Regions from separate parts of the Drosophila melanogaster genome. Here regions 2 and 3 are each linked to region 1. A link is a contact called in public Hi-C data. All regions are on one chromosome and are shown on one strand. The core of a region is the stretch at or near the end of the contact, and the rest is flanking DNA. Distances in the headings are between cores, read along the strand shown. Region 1 holds the start of Teh1 (tipE homolog 1). Region 2 holds the start of Unc-115a (Uncoordinated 115a). Region 3 holds the start of alphaTub85E (alpha-Tubulin at 85E).

Evidence for each region. A called contact is a pair of places that touch in the nucleus more often than the background predicts.
Region 2: a contact with region 1 is called in a Hi-C map of the Kc167 cell line, with 1.8 times the contacts expected there.
Region 3: a contact with region 1 is called in a Hi-C map of the Kc167 cell line, with 2.3 times the contacts expected there. A contact is called at or near these places in 11 of 107 Hi-C or Micro-C datasets (the D17-c3 cell line, the Kc167 cell line, the PNm cell line and 4 more).

What each region holds. Positions count from the first base shown.
Region 1 is chr3R:9,866,292-9,870,213 of dm6, forward strand. It overlaps Teh1 (tipE homolog 1), which reads right to left and starts at 1,829. Exons shown (of 3, transcript NM_141702.3): 1 at 1,377-1,829; 2 at 1-48.
Region 2 is chr3R:9,703,339-9,707,260 of dm6, forward strand. Unc-115a (Uncoordinated 115a) reads right to left here and starts at 2,079. Exons shown (of 10, transcript NM_001300328.1): 1 at 1,607-2,079. The coding sequence starts at 1,610. trbd (trabid) reads right to left here. Exons shown (of 9, transcript NM_141674.3): 7 at 3,769-3,922; 8 at 3,554-3,702; 9 at 2,658-3,488. The coding sequence ends at 3,410.
Region 3 is chr3R:9,731,300-9,735,221 of dm6, forward strand. alphaTub85E (alpha-Tubulin at 85E) reads right to left here and starts at 1,951. Exons shown (of 3, transcript NM_079573.5): 1 at 1,847-1,951; 2 at 980-1,504; 3 at 1-851. The coding sequence starts at 1,849. The coding sequence ends at 30. side-VII (sidestep VII) reads right to left here. Exons shown (of 16, transcript NM_001275503.1): 16 at 2,713-3,922. The coding sequence ends at 3,663.

The sequences.
Region 1 (3,922 bases), core at 579-3,078:
TTTACTCCTTTTCGCTGGTTTATGCACTTTTCAATCGCAGCTAAAACACTGAAAAATAATATTACTTAGTTGGCTTTTAACTACAAAACGATATGCGGCTTTTATGGCATTTCTTTACACATTTTGCGGTTTGCGTGGGTGGCACTTTTTTCACAACTCACAGCTGTTGATGTAGGTTAGTTAGAGAGGTACATCTTGCAGAGCGATTGCAAATGAGAGAATGAATGGGAGAGTGTGTACCGAAGTCGACGTCGGCGCCAGCTGCGACGCCATCGTCGGCGTTCGAAAGTCTACTGGTTTCGCCCTAGTGACTGTGTAACCTTTTTTGCCTCTGTGTGTTGTGGGTGGAATTATTTATGCTACACATTTTTGTGCGGCGGCTTTTCGCTTTTCGCTTTCTGGTTGCCAGTTGCCAGTTGCCAGTGCCTTGGCATTTTGCTTATTATTCTTCAATTTATTTGCATTTGTCTGCCCGGCCAGGGCACAAAGTATTCTTGATTTATTTGGGATCTGTGGGAAGAAGTCTGATCTAACTAGTTTCTGCACCCAACCCCTCGCTATCCAAGCCTAAACATCCTTGCTTCACCTTGGCGGTCTTTAAAAAAAAAAATATATATATATATATCGCTACTGTTGTTGTTGCAACTTCGCGTGACTCTGGACTTTGGTCAGCAGGCTCGTCCTTTGTTCTTGCCCCGTTTTATTGCTGCTCTGTTTCATTTCATTTCATTTATTTAGCTGTCTTTTGTTTTTGCCACGGCACGCATTTCACAATTTTCATCACACACACACACACACAGGTGAGCTTAACTGTTATTGCCACAGTTTGTGTGTGGTTGGTATGATTTCATTTCCATGCTTTGTTCAGCGGTCAACGCGGCGTATGAGTAATGCACTTGGCAGGCACATGGGCTTCTTTCTAAATTATCCTAGATGGCATGGAATATGTTGAGATTTGTTTGCTTGGGGCTAGCAATGCATTTAGCACGGAAATTCTGGAAACGCGAACTTTTTCCAGCAAGGCTGTAGGAGAAGCGACAAGAACAAGAACCAGAACAAGAGCAGCAGAAAAGCTCCTTGAGCTCCTGTCATTGCCATAAGAATTAAGTCTCAAGTACACCGAAAAAATCTTTCAGTTACTTCAATGAGAAACTTACTAAATTATCTAAGAGTGCAGCAGGTCAACATTAAAATTCTTTGTGCAATATGGGTAAGATGGGCAATGTGAGGACCCACAATTTTGGGCAGTGCAACGCCCACGCCTTTGCTTGTGTGGAAAGGAAGGTGAGGTTTGGAATGAGTATGATGGCTAAAAACTAAAATAGAAATAAAAATCGAAATGGAAATAAAACATTAAGCTTTCGAGTCGAACTAACTTTTGACAGCTGAACTGGCAGCTGAAGAGCCTGCAGCCCACAACCCGCACAACCCGGTCGCGATTTCCCGATCCGCTGGCGCACTTTGTTGATTTTGTTGCTAGCACAACGTTGCTTATGGGTTTTTTCTTCGGACTTTTCGCTGCTCGTGTTTATTTACAGGACGCTTTCTTCTTTATTTTGAATATTTCTTTGTTATTCGCACTTTCACTTGATTTCGTTTGCGTTTGCTCTTGAATTTGATTTTGGGGGCCAAACTTTTGCACGTTTTTTTGCACGATTACGGAACGGTATTTTTTGCCACAGCACTGGAATTGGCTAACACCGACGCTGCCATTGGCTCACGCACACACATGCACCCACACGCTCACGCACACGCTGGCGGACAGACAGGACAGACAGACAGAATTCTCGACACGAGAAGCGCGCGCGCTTGGCCCTGACGTGCCTCTCGGAGTGTTTGTCCAAAACTGCGGACTCGGGAGCCTCAGGACTCGAGTAAGGACTCCGATGGCAGGACATGCTGCCCCAAGCCCGCCCCTCCTATTCGCATTTCGGGGGCGGCGCCGCGACGGTGCGTCGACGTCGGCAGCGCTGCCAACGGGGACGCAACTTCGCTAAAGTAACCATACAAGGATTCGCGTGTGCGCGCTCCAGAGAGAGAGAGTCAAATGAGAGAGAGAAAGAGAGTGAGTGGGAGAAAAACAGGACAACAAATTTAAGTTTGCACTGCTTGCAAACACAGAGCCGCTCCCATCAAGTATTCTCACTGTCCGCCGGCACAAAAATGCACGAGCTCCTTTAAATTATTTAAAATAAATAAATTGTTACATTTTATTTATATAAGCTATCAGTCCTGCTACAACATTTTTAAGAATAATAAAGTAAATCGTTACTTCAAGTGGAATAAAAAGCTTTAAGCTTGTACAAGAACCAAACGATAGAATTTTAGCAAGCTTCTCAGGAAAAAACGATATAGCCGGTGTGCCTCGACTATGAACCACAGAGAATGTTTTAGTCGAGTTCCATAAAAAAATCCCAAGGAATTCCCAAGGAAATCCCGAATAATTCCCTAGGATCCCGAGGAATTCCAGAGTAATTCCCAAGGAGATCCCAAAGAATTCCCGAGAAATTCCCAAGGAAATTTGATAAGATTCCAGACGAATATGCGCGAACCAAAGTCCATTGATTGCATTTCTAATGAATCCGATCTACCGAAACCAGTTTCGACGAAGGGCCAAAAGAAAATATACCAAAATCACGGATCATCCAATCTCTTGATCGCTTTTTCTATACGTTCTGCTTTAGCATTCGTTGTTGGCATCATTTTGTTCAATAGTAATAAATAATAGTTACGACTGTCACAAATAAAAAAAAAGCTGTGTTAATTTTTTTTCTTTTATTGCGATTCACTTCATTTTATTTGTATTATTCAACAAAAGTACTCGCTTACAATGTTTCTTCAATACTCTAATTGTTACAAATTAATGTATTTCCAAACAATACGAATTTTACATGTGTAAAAACATTATGTAGAAGACAAAGTAGTTGCGATAAGCAAAGACACAAACCAATGTAATAAATGTACACACAATAATTGAAGAATACTCGTTGTCTTTTTGCTGCGTTTATTTTTTCATAATAACGATTAGTGTATTCATGATCAGGATCACAAGCCGATCTGGCCACGTCCTCTCCGGCCACCAGTCCATCCGCTCAATACTGTCACGTTAACACTTTTGGAAAATATTTAGAATTTCTTCGTTTTTTTTTGCTTGTTTTGGAAATTTGCAATACCGAATCGATGTGCCAGAAAAATAATAAAATTTTATTTTTGAACTAATGCTATATGATATGCATTATGATATAGAGTTTCAAGCCGGCCCGTTTCGACCTATCGTCTGCAAATGTAAACTATTATATCATTATTATATTATATTATAATTATTATTATTACTTATTTTTGGAAGGTTTTCTTAATATATGAATTTGCCAACGAATTCTATATGTTGCAAAAGCTAAATTCACAGCTGTTCATATCCCTGACACAGATTCCGCCAGCAAAAAAAAAAAAAAAACTCGAAAGTAGGTCAGTAAGTGACGTGGCTGGTTGACCCATTTGCGACCTGAAGTTTGCCTAGTTGCAAAGTTGCCAAGGTTGGTTGGTGGCGTCTTTGGCCTGAATATTGGGTCTGGGATTTTGCAGCCGGGGGGTAGTTCCCTTTGATTGCCTCTTGTTTATGGAACTCGATGGAACTCTGCCTGCAAACGGCAAAATCAACACTTTGGCACTGACAGCTGGTTGCAGCCTCCCCCCTTCTCCTTTTCCCCTTCCCCCATCACGCCCAAAAATCAAACTAAACCCAATCGAAGTATTCGCCGTGTGGCCCGCAACCACCAAGTCAAATCCAATTTCATGCGAGGCATTTATTTGTCTATTGCTGCGTATCGGTGTTTGTCTAGTGCCCATATTTGTGTATTGTCCAAACAAAAGTCTTGCATCTCCGAGCAGCCAAACAATGAAAACTGTTGTCTGTTTTTCACCA
Region 2 (3,922 bases), core at 829-3,328, 160 kb before region 1:
AGACGAACAAATCAACGGCGAAATAAATGAGAAAAATTCCACTAAATGAATGAGGGGATGGTGGGTGGCTGGAGATCGGGGATAGGGGTCTGGGGAATGGGGCTCGTTCGCCCCTTTCGCTTTCATTTGAGCACGGGCACAGCGGCAGCGTAGTCAAACGAAAAAGGAAACCCAGTGGAAGTCAATGCTCTTGTCATGAGTTCATGTCGAGCAATTGCTGCCGCCTTTGCCGGAGGCGGAGATTCGGATGGCTATTGTTAAGCCTTTTGCGGCGGGCGACTCGACATTATGGGGTACACATCGACGACCACTTCCACATTCACATCCACATCCCCATCCCCATCCTCACCAAGTCCAAGTCAATTAGGCATTTTAGGCACGCATGCAACTACTTGTAGACGGGATGAATACTGCACTCGGAGAAATGGCCAATATCCATTCCACTATTACAAACCTATCCCACCAAAAAGTAATGTGTACTTTAGTGAGCTATAAGGGTTATCAATTCCACGCTAAGCTGTTTTCCAAATAGCTAAATCGTAGATTTGTTTATTTATATGTATTCACTATAATTTAAATTTTTTAGCTTTCAAAATAACCAAACATTTGAGTAAGCCATCAAGTGATTTTTGCAAATTTGAGATCGTTTCTTAATGCCTCAAAAAGTGTGCAATAAGATTGAATGGATAAGATTCAACTTCGGAAAGCTGTAACCATTCTTCTTTCCCACACACACACACACAGAAAACGAGACCCATTTTTAGGGCAGTGCATGCATATGAACTTAATTAGGGCCAGTAGCGGAGTAGCCGAGTAATTAATCATTGACAACACAAGTACACGTCTCGAATAGCGGTATACGCAAGCCCTTTGCAGCGGCAACTCGAGAATGGAAGGCGGAAAATGTAGGAATCCGACGCCAAAAGGCAGGCCCATTCCCATTCCCATTCCCATTCTCATTCCCATTCACATGCACATTGAAGAACGGTTTCGGTTTGGCAGGCTTACAGGTTTATGTTTGCGGGTTATTCGAGAGCGGCTCTCACGACGGGACGCCCTAACGGTATCGTGTGTAATTGCAGTTGCACAAGCACTTTGAGGTTTATTCGGTCAGCGTTTCAGATCCCTTCAGCGACAATATCACCCCGAATTAGTCCGAAAAGTGTTATGAAGTTAAAAAGTAAAGAAGCGAACACGAAACTTGTTCATACAACAACACTGACGTCATCCCAGCTGAGAAATTAAAATAGGGAGTGGACGTGGACTACAATCATATGCGAGTGGGGCAGTGTTGGTGAGAGCGATCCGACTCTCAGCTGGCCAGTATTGATTGATGATGACCCACCGGCAGTGGTTGAAGAAGGTGCAGGGAAGGGGATGGGGAAGGGGAAGAGGGAACATGCGAGAGACCACCTGAGCTACTATCCCTCTGCCCTCTCGCTATATGAACCACTCCTACGATGCGATAAGGCCGATAATGCCATAATGCTGGTATCGCACCACCCACCACCCCCTTTCGATAACTTTGCGCAGACACACACACACACACACACACCTTAATCGAAGAGAGAGAGACAGTATCTGTGTTTGTCGGCAGATAACTTACCCATGGCGAGATACTATATACTGCTGTGCTCTTCGCTTTTTCGCCTGCAAAACGGGGGAGGGAATCACGCACACTAGAACAGAGAGACACACACGGGGAAAGCACAAATACTCGCGCACAGGTCACCACTACTTCCTCTTCACTTCACTAACAAAATTTTTCTTCTGCTAAGATTTTTTCTATTTGTATCTTTCGCCGTATGCATTCGCAATCTGCGTAGCACGATTGTTAGACTGTAAACATGTGTGAGTCTGGATAGGAGTGTGGTTAATAATGCGTTCGCAGCTCGAATGACGAATGTGCGATTTGCTTTTGGTGTGGTCTCGCACTTTAAATTTGACGACAAAGATCACAGCGGAAAATGGTGGCCTTTTTGAAATGCCTGAATGTCTGATTCTCAAATCGGAGCTGCGACCAGCAAAAAAACACCGCACCGCACCAGCAACGAAACCGACGGCAGCAAAAAGACGACTAAGTATCTGAGAGATACGGCTCGGATGGCAAAAACATCGTGCTTCCAAGAATACACTAAAATTAACCCCAAAGATAAGTTTCGTATGGAAATAGCGGTTGGGTGTTAAACTTGGCTACAATTGGAAAGGTGGGGAGCTCGGCTGTGGAAGAGCATGTATTAGTGATGACACCGTTCGTGCCACTGTACCGTTCCCTATAAATTTGATAATCTATAAAAATAACAAGTAATTCCATAAATGATGCTGCTTATAATTTACTTTGTACTTTATAGAGACAGAAATAATAATGAACTACTTTTTTTTATCTATCTACTAGTAAAGTTAGTTTGGGCAATAAAGTAGGAAAGTCCATACTTTATTAAAATAAATTCAACTATAGTCATTTTGTTTCCGTTTAAATCTTTACTTAAAACTTTTATTTAAATAAGTGATTTTTTTTATGCGTTTTGCGTGTACATTTGCACAATAAGCTTTCTTAGAAGTTAATAATAATAATTGTAATAACATTACTAACAAAAATAATAATGAGATAAAATTCCATTTATAATACAATAAGAATAAAATTCATTATGTTATTGGCCCTTTGTTCAACTGTCTAGAACCATAGGATTTCTATATATGTTATATAATTATAGATATTATATTTATAGGCATGAATGTATAATGATTCATAATAATTCCAAAAAGTGTTTTAAAAACTATCAATAAACATTTCAATGACGCTTTCATTTTCACCCGCTGCATAATTATGTTGTGTGTTCGCCACCCATTTAAAATTTAATAGTACATTGAGATTTGCAATATTTTAAGTCCGGAGCTTGGGTATTCACATTAACTACCGCGTACATAGGTGTACAAATTCCACCGCTTAAATTCGCATCTGCCTTTCGTACACGTAATCATTTAATGGATTGTTTCACATGTGAGTGTAATTAAATCTACCAGTGTATAGCTTCAATTTCGTAGTAAATGTGGTCTATATTGCCTCGACGACCCAGTGTGAATAAATTTGACTAAAATCAACGAACGTTGACTTGGGAACGGATATGATATACATACGTCGATCAATCTATTTTCGTACGTTGCTACTTAACCTTTAGTTTGCTTTCAATTTAGTTACAACTACAACTTTCAACTGCTTGCATATATGCATATGTATTCTCTATAGTTTCCTTTAGCTAGCTGCGAGTGCAAGAGTGTAGGATCTGCACTTGTTATTCCTGTCTCAAAAATCTGCTAACGATCGCCAAAAGTACAAAATAAGGATATTGAATTCTATGCACAGCATCCTAATCAGAAGCTGGGTGACGGATGTGCCGCATCATATCCTCTACTCCTCATCCGAGTCGCCATCACTGGAGTAATGTGTGATTTGAGGGCGACGAATGAAAGGCGCCGTTATCACTTGTCTGAAAGAAAGTTTACAGGTTTAATTAGCATGTCTATGTCCGGAAGGAGAGCAAGTCATATTTACGCAATGCGGCGGTAGTGATTTAGCCACTCTTCCAGCATCTGGGCGACCAGCAAGGGACGCTTGCTTAGCTTTTGTTGCGCCACCAGTAGGCCTCCATCAGTTACGCACACGTCCAGCCATTGACGCATCATTGACTCCTCGTTGCCAACCTGCAGGCAAGGAACGGAAATGTCTAAGCTCACAATGTTCTACAGGATATTTGAATAAGCTCTCACCTCCGACTGTGTAAGGAAATGTATGGGCAAAAGTTTCAGCTCGCAGTCCATTAGCGGGAGATAGGTTACGTCCTCCACATCGTCACGCCGCCCATCGATGCGAGTGAATGGCTCCATCGGCACCAGGGCGCTGAAATGGCCACGTGTGTAGCCC
Region 3 (3,922 bases), core at 701-3,200, 130 kb before region 1:
GGCTGTATCATTTGTTGACAACGTTTTCTCTAGTATTCCTCATCTTCCCCCAGTTCGGTGGTGGAGTCGATGCCTACCTCCTCGTAGTCCTTCTCGAGGGCAGCGAGATCCTCGCGAGCCTCGGCGAACTCGCCCTCCTCCATGCCCTCACCCACGTACCAGTGGACGAAGGCCCTCTTGGCGTACATCAGATCGAACTTGTGATCCAGACGGGCCCAGGCCTCGGCAATGGCAGTGGTATTGGACAGCATGCAGACGGCGCGCTGCACCTTGGCCAGATCTCCGCCAGGAACAACGGTGGGTGGCTGATAGTTGATGCCCACCTTGAAGCCCGTGGGACACCAGTCGACGAACTGGATAGAGCGCTTGGTCTTGATGGTGGCAATGGCTGCGTTCACATCCTTGGGCACCACATCACCGCGGTAGAGCATGCAGCAGGCCATGTACTTGCCACGACGCGGATCACACTTGACCATCTGGTTGGCCGGCTCGAAGCAGGCATTGGTGATCTCGGCCACGGTCAGTTGCTCATGGTAGGCCTTCTCCACGGAAATGACGGGAGCGTATGTCGCCAGTGGGAAATGAATGCGTGGGTAGGGCACCAAATTGGTCTGGAACTCGGTCAGATCCACATTCAGGGCGCCATCGAAGCGCAACGAGGCCGTAATGGAGGAAACGATCTGGCCAATTAGGCGATTGAGATTCATGTAGGTGGGTCGCTCGATATCCAAGTTGCGCCGGCAGATGTCGTAGATTGCCTCGTTGTCAACCATAAACGCACAGTCCGAGTGCTCCAGCGTTGTGTGGGTGGTTAAGATCGAGTTGTATGGCTCGACCACAGCTGTGGACACCTAACAGGAAGTTCGATTATTAGATTGCCTTTCGAAGACTAATTTCCCATGTCTTTTACTAATTATGTTAATTGGTCTTCTATAAATGCTCAAGCAATAGATATAATATCCATATGCAAATGACATACTTGTGGTGCTGGGTAAATGGAGAACTCCAGCTTTGACTTCTTTCCATAGTCCACGGACAGGCGCTCCATCAGCAGCGACGTAAATCCAGAGCCAGTGCCGCCGCCGAAGGAGTGGAAGACCAGGAATCCCTGCAGACCCGTGCACTGATCCGCCAACTTGCGAATCCTGTCCAGGACCACGTCGACGATCTCCTTACCGATGGTATAGTGGCCGCGGGCATAGTTGTTGGCCGCATCCTCCTTACCGGTGATCAGTTGCTCCGGATGGAACAGCTGGCGGTAGGTTCCTGTCCGCACCTCATCCACCACAGTGGGCTCCAGATCCACGAACACGGCACGCGGCACATGCTTACCAGCTCCAGTCTCGCTGAAGAAGGTGCTGAAGGAGTCATCGCCTCCGCCCACGGTTTTATCGGAGGGCATATGGCCATCGGGCTGGATGCCGTGCTCCAGGCAGTAAAGTTCCCAGCAGGCATTGCCGATCTGGACACCAGCTTGGCCAATGTGAACCGAAATGCATTCCCTCTGGAACAGAGTTTATAATAATGTGACTCATGTCGCTGTAAATTTGGGTAATTCTAAAATTTAACTTTGGACTTCCGGTTGCAAATCTGTGATTTGGACCATATGCTACAAACAATTTTGATCGCTGTAAGTTCTTGGGTATTCATTTAAGATAATAGTTTACAAGCAGTTATATTTTTTAAAACCATTAATTAATCACTTGCAAAAATGAATAAATATTGCACCATATGGTCTAGTTTTGCATGAAATCGCATATAAGGACTTTTAAGGATCCATAGTTCTGTGCAGCCGACGAAATTTCAAAAGTCCAGCTAAATCATTGAAAGTGCCTATTATCCTTACCATGATGATCAAAAGTTTAAGCTGAAGTTTAAAAAAGCAGATTCAATCACGAAAATCCTAGCACTGGTCTGTGATGCGACACACAGCTGGGAGTCAACTAACCGAATCTTGACGATACGCGTTCTTTTATAAGCCCCCAAGACAGACATATGTAGCATATGCTATATGCTACATGCTATATGTGGAAGTTATGTGAAATGTGGACGCGTTCATCGACTTAAGTGACGATAGGCACCCAACCCATCCAGACACACATGACCAAGAAGTCGCCTCTTGATCGAATTTTGTTTTCCTCCTCGTGTGTTTATGGATGGATTGAATTCTCACATTGATCCATTCACATTCGCAGCTGTAGGTTGTTGACAACATTTTAGATTATTTACTTACTGGGTACTAGTCTCCACTTGGAAAGCAAGTCTTATTTCTGTTGAAAAATATAAGCATATGAAAATCCAAATATACCCCATATTTATTTTTAAAATTGCACTAGGAAATCAGCATAAACAGATGAAATTGTCGAGGTGGGGCCAAACCTGGCATTTCTTTTGGTGGAAACTTGGCCAATTATTCGCTGACGTATTAGGAATATGAACGCCACTTACGATTTCAATCGGACACACCCAGAAAAACAAAGAAAAAATTACAAAACAAGATACTTTTCAAATAATTGTTCCAAACATTAAATAAAATCTAAAAGCCAAAGGTCTTATTTGTTGTTTATGTGTCAGATTGCAATGAGTATGTAGCTGTGTGATAAGAAGAAATAAACAAAACATTCACTTAAAAATTTAAGATGAATAATCTTCATAGCGAAATGAAAGCGTAGCGCATGTTTCGAATTAAACAGCCATTTTTACTTTTAATTTATTTTTTATTTATAACTTAGATATTATAATACTGCTCACAGTAATTTTACGCTAAATTCCTAATATATATGGTATTTTTAAATATAAGTTTTATGTAAGTTCGACCAGTACAAAATTAAGTATTTCAAAATAAATGCCGGCCAGCGTTGTAAGAAAAAAATGGGCATTATTTCCTCCAACTTTACACTGAGTTAGTACATATATATTTGAGCAAGTTATTCCAAAATTATTTATCATCACGGAATGTATCAAAAAAGCTGCATTGGCTTCAATAGAAGGAAGCAATCGTTTCGTCAAATTTTATTTGACTAAACCTATTCTCTGGTGCATTTGGGTTTTTTATTTCTCTTTAACGAAAAACATATAACAAATTGGCTGGGCTTTAGTTTAAAGTTAGTTTAAAGTTGGGTATTGGGTACGCAAACACAAGTATTACCAAACATTTCTTTTTACTTATAACAACGAAAACCATGGCCGCAAACATTTTGAATTATCCTTCTACATATTCCGAAATAATGAATAGTGCGAAAGTGAAAAAAAACGAATTTTTACATAATTGCCTCACAAATAAATACAATCAATCATAAATAATACAATAACAATAACTCCAGTCTATAAATTCGTCTGATCCGATGCCAGTAGTCTAGGATTTTTAAAAACTTCAGTTAAAGTATTTGCATTGGCCACAAGTAAACCACTGTTCTGCTTGCACAATTTAAAACCTATTAGTTATTTCATTGGATATTGATGTCGTGTAACTTATAATTAACAACGTTTAAAACTAACACTTCATATTTGGCCGAAAATAATTGATCTCTCCAGAATATTGTTGTATTTTCGATAATAAAGTGGTATAAAAAGTTTATTCTATTGAGTTCGAAATGCAGAATACAGAAAATTGTAAATCCTAATCACAGGGGCGTGTCGAATACCCTGTGGAATTTCTATAGTCATACGGTGCTGTCGCGCTTTATCATTAATGGAGTTTGGACGGTGACCTCGTCGTCGGATACATTCTGCTCGGCGGAGTGTATGCCATCGCTGGCGATTCCGATGCAGACTCTGCCACACTGGGCCTGGTTCATGTGGTGCATGGCGATGGTTCGTCCATGTGGATGTGGCTGTGGCAATGTGTTCGTCGACGAGGCCATAGAGCTATTGGATGCCTGCGACGGCGATGGTGCGTGTCCATGGAGCGGCTGCGCCGGAT